2 separate regions of the Gasterosteus aculeatus genome follow, and region 2 is linked to region 1. Evidence: chromatin contacts called from public Hi-C data. All regions are on one chromosome and are shown on one strand. Each heading gives the region's core, a stretch centred on a gene start, on an enhancer-like site or on the middle of the called end of the contact. The rest is flanking DNA. Distances are from core to core; before and after follow the strand shown. Region 1 overlaps adgrl2a (adhesion G protein-coupled receptor L2a). Region 2 has its middle 24 kb from the start of LOC120823986.

Region 1 (4,321 bases), core at 21-2,520:
AGGCTCTGTGAGAGCGGCGCTTTTATCATGCCTCCTATACGATCAAAATCGCTCCCCCATAAATTTGGGACAAAGACAAACGTTGCTGTAAAATATTCTATTAGTTTTCCCCTTAATTTTTTACGTCTGCGTTCTTCAAGGAGGCGTGTTAGTCATAGCAGAACACATTTTTCCCTTATCTCCTCTCTCAATCATGGCGTGGCTAATATTTATCCTTAGTTCTGCTGTTTTCCATGACCTCCATGCGCTGAGAAATTCCTAACATGACCTCTGCAGCGGCTGTGTTATTCTTGAGCTGTTCTGCTAGTGGCCGGGGTCTCGCTGGGAACTGTCACTGTGACGGATGCCGAGTGCTGGGCTGCGGGCGAGCGCTGACCTTTGACAGCTTTGGGTACACAGGCTGCCAACTAACGGACAGAAAGTGTACCAACACAAATAAAAACTAAAACGAACAAAAAAAATCTTTTGAAAAAGCAGCTGTAGGCTAATCTACAAAAGTAAAAGCTATTTAATGCTTTTTCCATTTCATTTGCTGAACCCTTGCTCTCGCTAATTCGCAGTTGAGACTTTTGCTTTACGTTTTGTTGTTCTTTTGAGTGATTCTTCTTCATGTTACAATAAATCATTTTACTTTTTCTTTTGTACATCAGCTGCTCTTAGACCAGATAGCCTGAGCAGACAGACATGATGTGAGTTGTCTAAAGTGAGTCTTTTCACCTGCTGTGTGTGGTGATGGTGGAGTGCTGCTTGTGGGCTCCCCTTGTAGTGAGAACAAAGATGGCTGCCCCATGTTGATACATGAACACTTCCCCTCTCTGTCGTTGTCATCTTTTCCCATCTCTGTCTTTTTCGTTCCCTCGGCACATCCAACCTATTAGTTGCTAGACGACCTTTGAGTGTTGTAGCTTTCCCGTTTATGGCTTCATATGGCTTCGTGCACATCTACTTTTGCCCGGTGTGCTGTGATGGTGAATAGTGTTCCCAGTATAGTGTTCCCAGTATGTGTCTAATGTTGTTTGGGATCTTTTTTTTGGTTTTGTTGTCACATTTGTGGCGCACTAAAACACACAACGTTCTGCTTATTATGAAGCCATTTGTAAAAGCGGCAGTCAAAACGTACATGTGAGAAAATAAAATGATTTCTTATTGCATATAATGCATGCACATATATGTACGTACAGTACAAGTCAAACATTTGGACGCACTTTCTCATTAAATGATAAAATGTGTCCAAACATTTGACTGGCACTGTCTATATGTATGTATATACATATGTATACATGTGTATATATGTGTCTACATACAAGTATATATGTATGTGTATGTATATGTATATATATATATACATAACGGTGCCTAACTAACACATTTACAGCATGGCTTGGTTTCATTTGAGTTTCTATTTGAAACCGCATCCTAAACAGCATTAAACTCACTTTTTCTCCTTTGTATCATTGCTGTTAACTAATGTATCATCCCCTCACATGTCCCCCTCTTTCCAGGGCACTCACTGAACAATGCGGTGAGGGATACAAGTGCAATGGATACTCTACCGCTAAATGGTAACTTTAACAATAGCTACTCTCTCCGCAATGGGGATTTTGGCGACAGCGTGCAGGTGGTAGACTGCGGCCTCAGCCTGGACGATGCTGCCTTTGAGAAAATGATCATCTCTGAGCTAGTACACAACAACCTGCGTGCCTGTAACAAAAGCCACCACCATCAGCAGCAGCAGCAGCAGCAGCAGCAACAACAGCAGCAACAACAACAACAACAACAACAACAGCAGCAGCAGCAGCAGCAGCAGCAGCAACAACAGCAGCTGCAGCACCACAGCTTACATCATCCACCCCACCATCAGCAGCCCCCGCTGTACCACCGTCACCACCACACGGAGCGGGCTCCGCCCAAGGTGACAGTGGTCGTCGGCGGCAGCAGCAGCGAAGACGACGCCATCGTGGCCGATGCCTCCTCTTTGGTGCACGTGGGCGACACCGTGGGCCTCGAGCTGCACCATCAGCAGCAGCTGGAGGCGCCGCTGATCCCCGAGCGGACTCACTCGCTTCTGTACGCACCCCAGAAGAAGGTGAGGACCGATGGGGGAGTTGAAACCTTTGTCAGCCAACTGACACCCACCAACCCCGATGATAGTCTGCAGTCCCCAAACAGAGACTCCTTGTACACGAGTATGCCTAATCTGAGGGACTCTCCGTACCCTGAGAGCAGCCCCGACGTGGTAGAGGAGCTGTCCCCCTGCAAAGGGGGTGAGAATGAGGACGTTTATTACAAAAGCATGCCTAACTTAGGGGCTGGCCACCAGCTCCAAGCCTATTACCAGATAGGCCGAGGGGGCAGTGATGGTTACATTATTCCTATCGCTAAAGATGGCTGCTTCCCTGAAGGCGATGTACGGGAAGGACAGATGCAGTTGGTGACAAGCCTTTAAATTTTGGGCTATTTAAATCATCACAAAAAACTCCTATTGCCCTTTTGCAGCCCTGACCTCTTGAAGGACACACCAATGAATGGAAGATAAGTGATCGTTTTATTTTTGGAGAGAGCTAAGAAGCCCCGTCATGCACACTAGCCATTTGCAAACCCTTTTCCTCCAGCTGCGCTGCAATCTCCTCGCCCCTCAGACATCCTCCTACCTTCCCTGCACACCAACGGACTCGATGCACAGTGATGGCAGTGCAAAGTTTAAATGAGACTGTACATAAAATGCAGAGTAAAATTTCAATTTTAAGAGACAAGCCAACTATGTATTTAAATGTGCTGCTGCTGTTTAGAAAGGTTGAAGGTACAAAAATGTAAAAAAAAAAAAAAGGCAAAAAAAGACAAAAAAAACAAACATTACTGGCTCCATCATATCAGCAATTTCTCGGTCAAAAGGTTGTACATACACTTTCCAACATCCTTGTTGAAGCCTGTTTTCTATTATTATTATTATTATTATTGTAAACAAAACACCCCCCTGGACCAGGATGTGGACTAAAATGTTCCAGATCAGACTGTCAGAAAAGGAACATAAGCTCCTGGTTGCCCGGCGTCACTCCTCCACCTTGAAGTTTGGATTGTATAACCACTAGCAATCAAGCCCCTGGCCTTATATTTTCTCAACTGTACAATGAACTGTTGTCAAGGAAAATGGCTAAAATATATATTTTGTTGTATTGCTAGTGTAAAATAAAAAATCCTGGGAAGACGTTAATATGAAGAAACCTTTTAATTCAAAATTTAACGTTTGAAAAATTATTATGTGTAGGAGTTGCACATATGTTATACAGTGTGTTTATGGTTCAACACTTCTTTCATAATAGTGTGTTTGAACGTAAAGGTTTATGAAAAGAAAGGAGGATTCAACAAATTGATGCGTTATCACTTTCTTCCACTCGTGAACAGTGTTTTTTGCTTACTGAGTTCCATTGGTCGCGCATTTTGAATATATGTCTATATGATTTTGCCAAAGTGGCATCAGCTTCAATAGGATGGGAATGCAAATTCCCAGTTATAGCGGTTCATGCATTGCACATTTCCGTGTGTAAATCTGAATGGAATAGATCTTTTAAACAGTCACGGCAGAGTGATGGGCTTTTGACAAAAAAGTTTCTATCATAAATGTAGTTCTTCCGCCTGGGTTTGGACATTTTATTTATTAAAAATCTAATCCAAAAAATAAATGGGAAATGTGTGAATATTTTCCAGCACTGGTATACATGATGTACTGTAGCTCATGTTTTTTATGTAAACCTGTTACCTACCAGGTTCATCACTTAAGACTGATGTAAAGTTCAACACTTGTATAACAAATAAAATAAATGTGAGAAGTTTTGTCAAATGCCAGTTGCTTTTTAATGGTTTGTGTTTTAAGTACTATTTGAGAAAAACTAAAAAAGAGGTTCAATTATTTTGCTATGGACAAAAGACGCTTTTGACTCAGGTTATAAGTAAGTCCACAGCACCTTTAGAGGTAAAAATGGTGAATTATTTTCTGGGGCATTTATTGCTTATTGTTCTGCTTTTTATACAAGCGCTGCAGAGTAGAGAGAGCTCATTTCACCGTATGTGTTAGAGAAGCCAAATCTGTCCATGTGATTCAAAGATGAGAAACTCAGGTAGGAAAATTGCTTTGTAAATGTTCCTCTGTGTGGTTGTAACACTAATAAAGGTTGGGAAACGACACTGGTTCACAGCATTGTCCACTTAGTATATTATTGAACGAGCAGTAGTCCTGGCACCATTAACAAACCCGGCACGACAGAAATCTTGTGAGATGTTCGCTTCAATGCCTCTGTGGGAGTGGAAATGTGTCCACGCAACT
Region 2 (4,566 bases), core at 1,962-4,461, 130 kb after region 1:
CTTCAACTGTCAGCAGGTCTTAATCACCGGGATTACTGGAGCACTAAATGTTGGAATCCTGTTAATATTACGGCGTTGAAAAAAGTAAACAGACCCAAAGAGATAAATATCGCCCGCCCGTCCACAGAAATATCCTTTGGAGTTCACAATCTCATTTTCATCACTTGCAAATATGGCGCGGAAGTCAAAAAAGTGGAAAGACTAAACCTCCAGTTTCAGTGAATGTGGACAATCACAATGGAATTCTTTTTTCTTTTTTTTCCTTCTTTTTTTTCGACGGTGAGCTTTCTCCCACAAATGTATAATCGGTCATTCTCAAAGAGCCTTCAGCAGGGCTGTTATTTGCTGTCCCGTGAGGAACCGTAGCTGGAGCTCACCAAGCCAACTAATGGAGCTTCAGAGGCCTGCAAATGGCAGGCAGCGCGCACACAGCAGCCTCTGTGGGGCAAAATGGATTTTGATGTCCATTTAGTTTAGTCTCCCTGTAGAATGAAGAGAAAACAAGCAAACATTAGCAAAATCCCTTTTTTATTTATTAATATTCTTAATATTATTGTAGAGTATTTTGGAATTATTATTTTTTGAAAATACATATCTGTATATTATCCAGCTGGATAGTTGCATTTATTTAATTTTAATAAAATTCTTCTTCTGCTAGTGTTTCAAAAAATAGTTTTATTCTTTCTCAAGGTCAAAATTGGATCCCATTGTGTAGACTTTCCTTACATTCCCCCTCTGACAGGCAAAATACTTGAAATGAGCACAAACCCAATTTGACAAAAGTCATCCATATATTCACAGACTCTAAAAATGGCGTGGAGTGGAGTGGAGCGAGCAGTTTCAGAGGCTAAATCCGTGCTCTGTTGGGTCCAAATATTTTACCATAGCTTAGCTGCTCCACTAAAATCTGCACTTGTGTGCACTCCATTGCCCCTTCATCTTGCTTTGAAAACACCGCTGGATTATAGGCCGCCTGTCTCAGGACTCAGGGCGGCTTGACTCCTTGGCGACGCGGGCCTCGCGCCTTGTGTCCTGTAGTGGGAATTGTAGACGGAGAGCGAGAGGGATTTAAACAATTCAAGAGCACAGTCTCTTCAGGAAAAGGTTGGGCTTGTGAACAAGAGTTCATGCATTTTCAACAGCGATATCATTCGCGGGGAATGCAGTTCAGGTTTGTTTGACTGAATGCATTAAGTAACGAGAGGCTGCCATTTATTTAGATTGTGCAGTACGCTCCGTGTTGAAGGCCGTGCATGGCTGCGCTGTGGTTACGCAAGCAAAATAGCTTTGTCTGCATTTTGGATTTATTTTTTCAACACTATTTCATCCTCATTCCTCAAATTGTGCTCCACGGACGTGACCCTACATACTGCATTTCTTTACCAGCACTCTTAGACAGATTTGAATGTATGAATAAACCCATGCAATCACATCGCAGCGACATCTACAAAACTACAAGCACGTTTGTTTTCATAAATAACTTTCTTCACTTGTACAGCTGGGTTTTCTCACACATTTGTCCTTGTTTTTGTATTTTTCCGATAAGCTTGGCGAGTAAAGCGAATATTATCCAGCAGAGACGTTTTCCATTCCCCTGTTCCTTTTAGTTAATTGAATTGCTATGAATTTTGCTTTCACAGTGTTAGCACCACGGATATATGATGGCAGTCTTTAATAAAATGATTTCCATGGATGTTTGTCTCACTCATGGCTCTGTGTCGGGCTTTTAGGAAGAGACAGAGAAGGAGGCAGGCATAGAATGGCGGGGGGGGCAAGGGGGAAAAAAATGAAATTGATTAGTTTGCTAGGATGGAAAATGAAGACTTCATCAGGATCACTTTGTGCCGTCTTCACAATCAACTGTGAAACAATACAGCCTCCATTATGAGGACGGAGAGGAGGGACTGTCTGTGCACCTCTGCATAATATCTATGGGTTGTGCCACTGAAATGAAAGTGAAAGGGATCGGAGTGAGTGTGTATTAATGGGGTTTGCGTCACTTTCGCTCAGATCCTCCACAAGAGTTTTCTTCAATCCAAAAATCTGCCAGGACGTTTCTCCATCCTCCAGGAAGAGATCCAAATGAATTGTCACCACAAAGTAGAAGTTTATTCATCGTTAACATTTTTTGGGAAGGAAGTAGAAGCGGAGCCCTTCCGAGTGACAAATTTAATTAACACAGAAAACCCAAACATTTGGATTGTCAGTAAATGGAATTAGAAGTTTGTTTGAAAAAAAAAGAAAGGCTTACACATTAGTGCTTTTTATTTCATAAAAAGAGCCTAGTATTTTTTTTAGTTTTTATTGATCAACATTTAAAATTTGGATAGTTTTTACATTTCAAATGTGTGTAATGAATATTCAATCAGGTCAATTAACAAATAATGAACATTTTCAAGAACACTAGTGTCTCTTGGTAAAGAAAACTGAAAAAAACATATATAAAAACACATTTTAATGCAGCTGTTGTCAATTTACTTGAGGAAATTATGAAAAATGTTTAATTTTTCATGAGCTGTATTCACAAAAGTAGTTTGTAAGGAAAAAGACACCACAATACGGCTTCTTAACAATATCCCAATTGATTTAATTCCTTTTTCTCAGAATATCATTTTCTTTATAACTACAACCTAACTAGATCTATGTAGTCTGTTTATGCATTTACCATTAAGATGGCGCCTACCGTTCATTTTGTGAGATTTTGCAGCAATTTGTTAATCTACTTCACCAAATATGGCGAAATAGTGATATACCGAATATCTGTGTTTGTGTCTCTGTCACAGTCGGTCTATTGGTGGTTCACTTTATCCCTCTGAATCATTCCTTCAGCCATGTAGTCGCTGCTCTGTAAACCACAAAATGACCCTGAAATACATTTGATAAAAACGCATAGAAGGCATGAGACACTCAACAGATTAAAACATGATCAATAATTAAGTAAGAATTGACACATTTTTAAAAGCAAAAATAAAGATGTTGCCATGCAACTTATAAAATTGTCAATGAAATTTACAAGGCAATCACTAAAGACGTTGCAATATTCTCAATTTCTCTAAATGGGCCTCAGCTCATCATCCGTGTTAATAACACTGCAATACACAAGACCATCATCGAAAGGACATTTGGGAAGTTCCTATTATCATGGACAGTTGTGAGATTCAACTCAAGTCTCCAACCATGAGGGGAAGATACACACACCAAACTGGGGCACGTTGCAACAACCAATCATGACAGAGCACCAACAGCGAGGTGTCCAATCAGGAGCCTCCTCCAGGTCATGCTGACGAATCACTCAACTTTTTTTTTCCTCCCCTCCTTACTTATCTCTATGCCGATGGAGTATTCCGACTGCATGTGACAATGTCTGTATTGCCACAGTGTTGCTCTCCCCTCCTCTGGTTATTTTGGTACGGGAGAAAAACTGTGGCTGACTCCTGGAAGAAACCCTCTGGCGGCCGCTATTTATAGGGGAAAGGGACACAGTCACATTTGCATCTGGAGCTTATGAGAGACAGAAGGACTGAGAGGGAATGCGAGAGACGCATGACGGATACAGTAAATTGTTTGAGTAAATAATTCATCCAGTAACCCAAGTAATTTCTTTCCAGGACCAATAAAGGAAGAAAAGGGAAAAACAGAAGGAAGCCTGCTGGAGTGTAAGAGAGTCCAGATTCTCCTTTTCTTGCCCTTTTGAGTGAAAAAACCCACCTTGAAATAAGGCGGGCTGAGCCAAATTAAATTAAATCGATTTGGTTTCTCCTGCGCCTGCTTCTCCACAGTGTACACCGTATTATCCTCCATTTCCTGTGACACTGTCATGAGCTGTATGCATTACTCAGATCCTTATAAAAAATACTCCGGAGCTACGCTATCGATTCTTGCCCTTCAATAATTGAGCCGCCAAAGCAGAACAATGGGCGCCCCGTTGTTTCCAGTGGTGCCGTTGAAAGCAGCGGCCTGTAGGTGCACAGTGACTGCGAGATGTTCACAATGGCATCTGCAGAATCCAAGCATACTGTCTATGGATCCATACATGTTGTGTATGGATTCTGGCTCAGGCTGAGAGGACAATTCGTAGGTCGCCCCCCCCCACAAGCCACGGGCCTGAATGCTGATTAAATCCTGGATATTTTTAGGGTTGAGGTTGGATTTCTTGTAGAGAAAATGGAGAAAAGGGGGGGGGGGGAATAATAAAAAATGGTAATAAAATAAAATGGTTTTGATGGTTTAAACACGCTCTCACAGCCTGTGGTGGTTGACTCCGTTTGAACTTGCATGTCGAGGCGGGATGTGATCCGCATTAGGCTCAGAGCGCACAGAGGTCAAAGTCGGATGTAGCACGCAAACGCGATGCTCGCTACGTCACCGTGAGCATCACGTCGAGGCGAAGCGAAGCAGATCACAGCATCCAAATCTCTCCCCACAGACGCACGCACTACACAAGAGCCTGAGCGGTAGAGATTGTGTGAGCTCACTTTCCATCTGTGTTGGACGTCTCTAAACCGCCAGAATATCCAAGCGACCAACGAGGAGGCAGGTATTTGGTTGCGTTAGGGGTCACCGCCA

Evidence for each region. A called contact is a pair of places that touch in the nucleus more often than the background predicts.
Region 2: a contact with region 1 is called in a Hi-C map of skeletal muscle, with 1.7 times the contacts expected there. The contact joins two enhancer-like sites. A contact is called at or near these places in 2 of 6 Hi-C or Micro-C datasets (both in skeletal muscle).

What each region holds. Positions count from the first base shown.
Region 1 is chr8:15,323,276-15,327,596 of fGasAcu3.hap1.1, forward strand. The region is part of intron 22 of adgrl2a (adhesion G protein-coupled receptor L2a); the gene reads left to right. Among protein-coding and RNA genes, the nearest start is that of adgrl2a, 86 kb to the left of the region's middle. Within about 2 kb of position 1,271, at least 1 of the 9 cell types and tissues checked has open chromatin away from gene starts, as enhancers often do.
Region 2 is chr8:15,449,685-15,454,250 of fGasAcu3.hap1.1, forward strand. No RefSeq gene overlaps it. Among protein-coding and RNA genes, the nearest start is that of LOC120823986, 24 kb to the right of the region's middle. Within about 2 kb of position 3,212, at least 2 of the 9 cell types and tissues checked have open chromatin away from gene starts, as enhancers often do.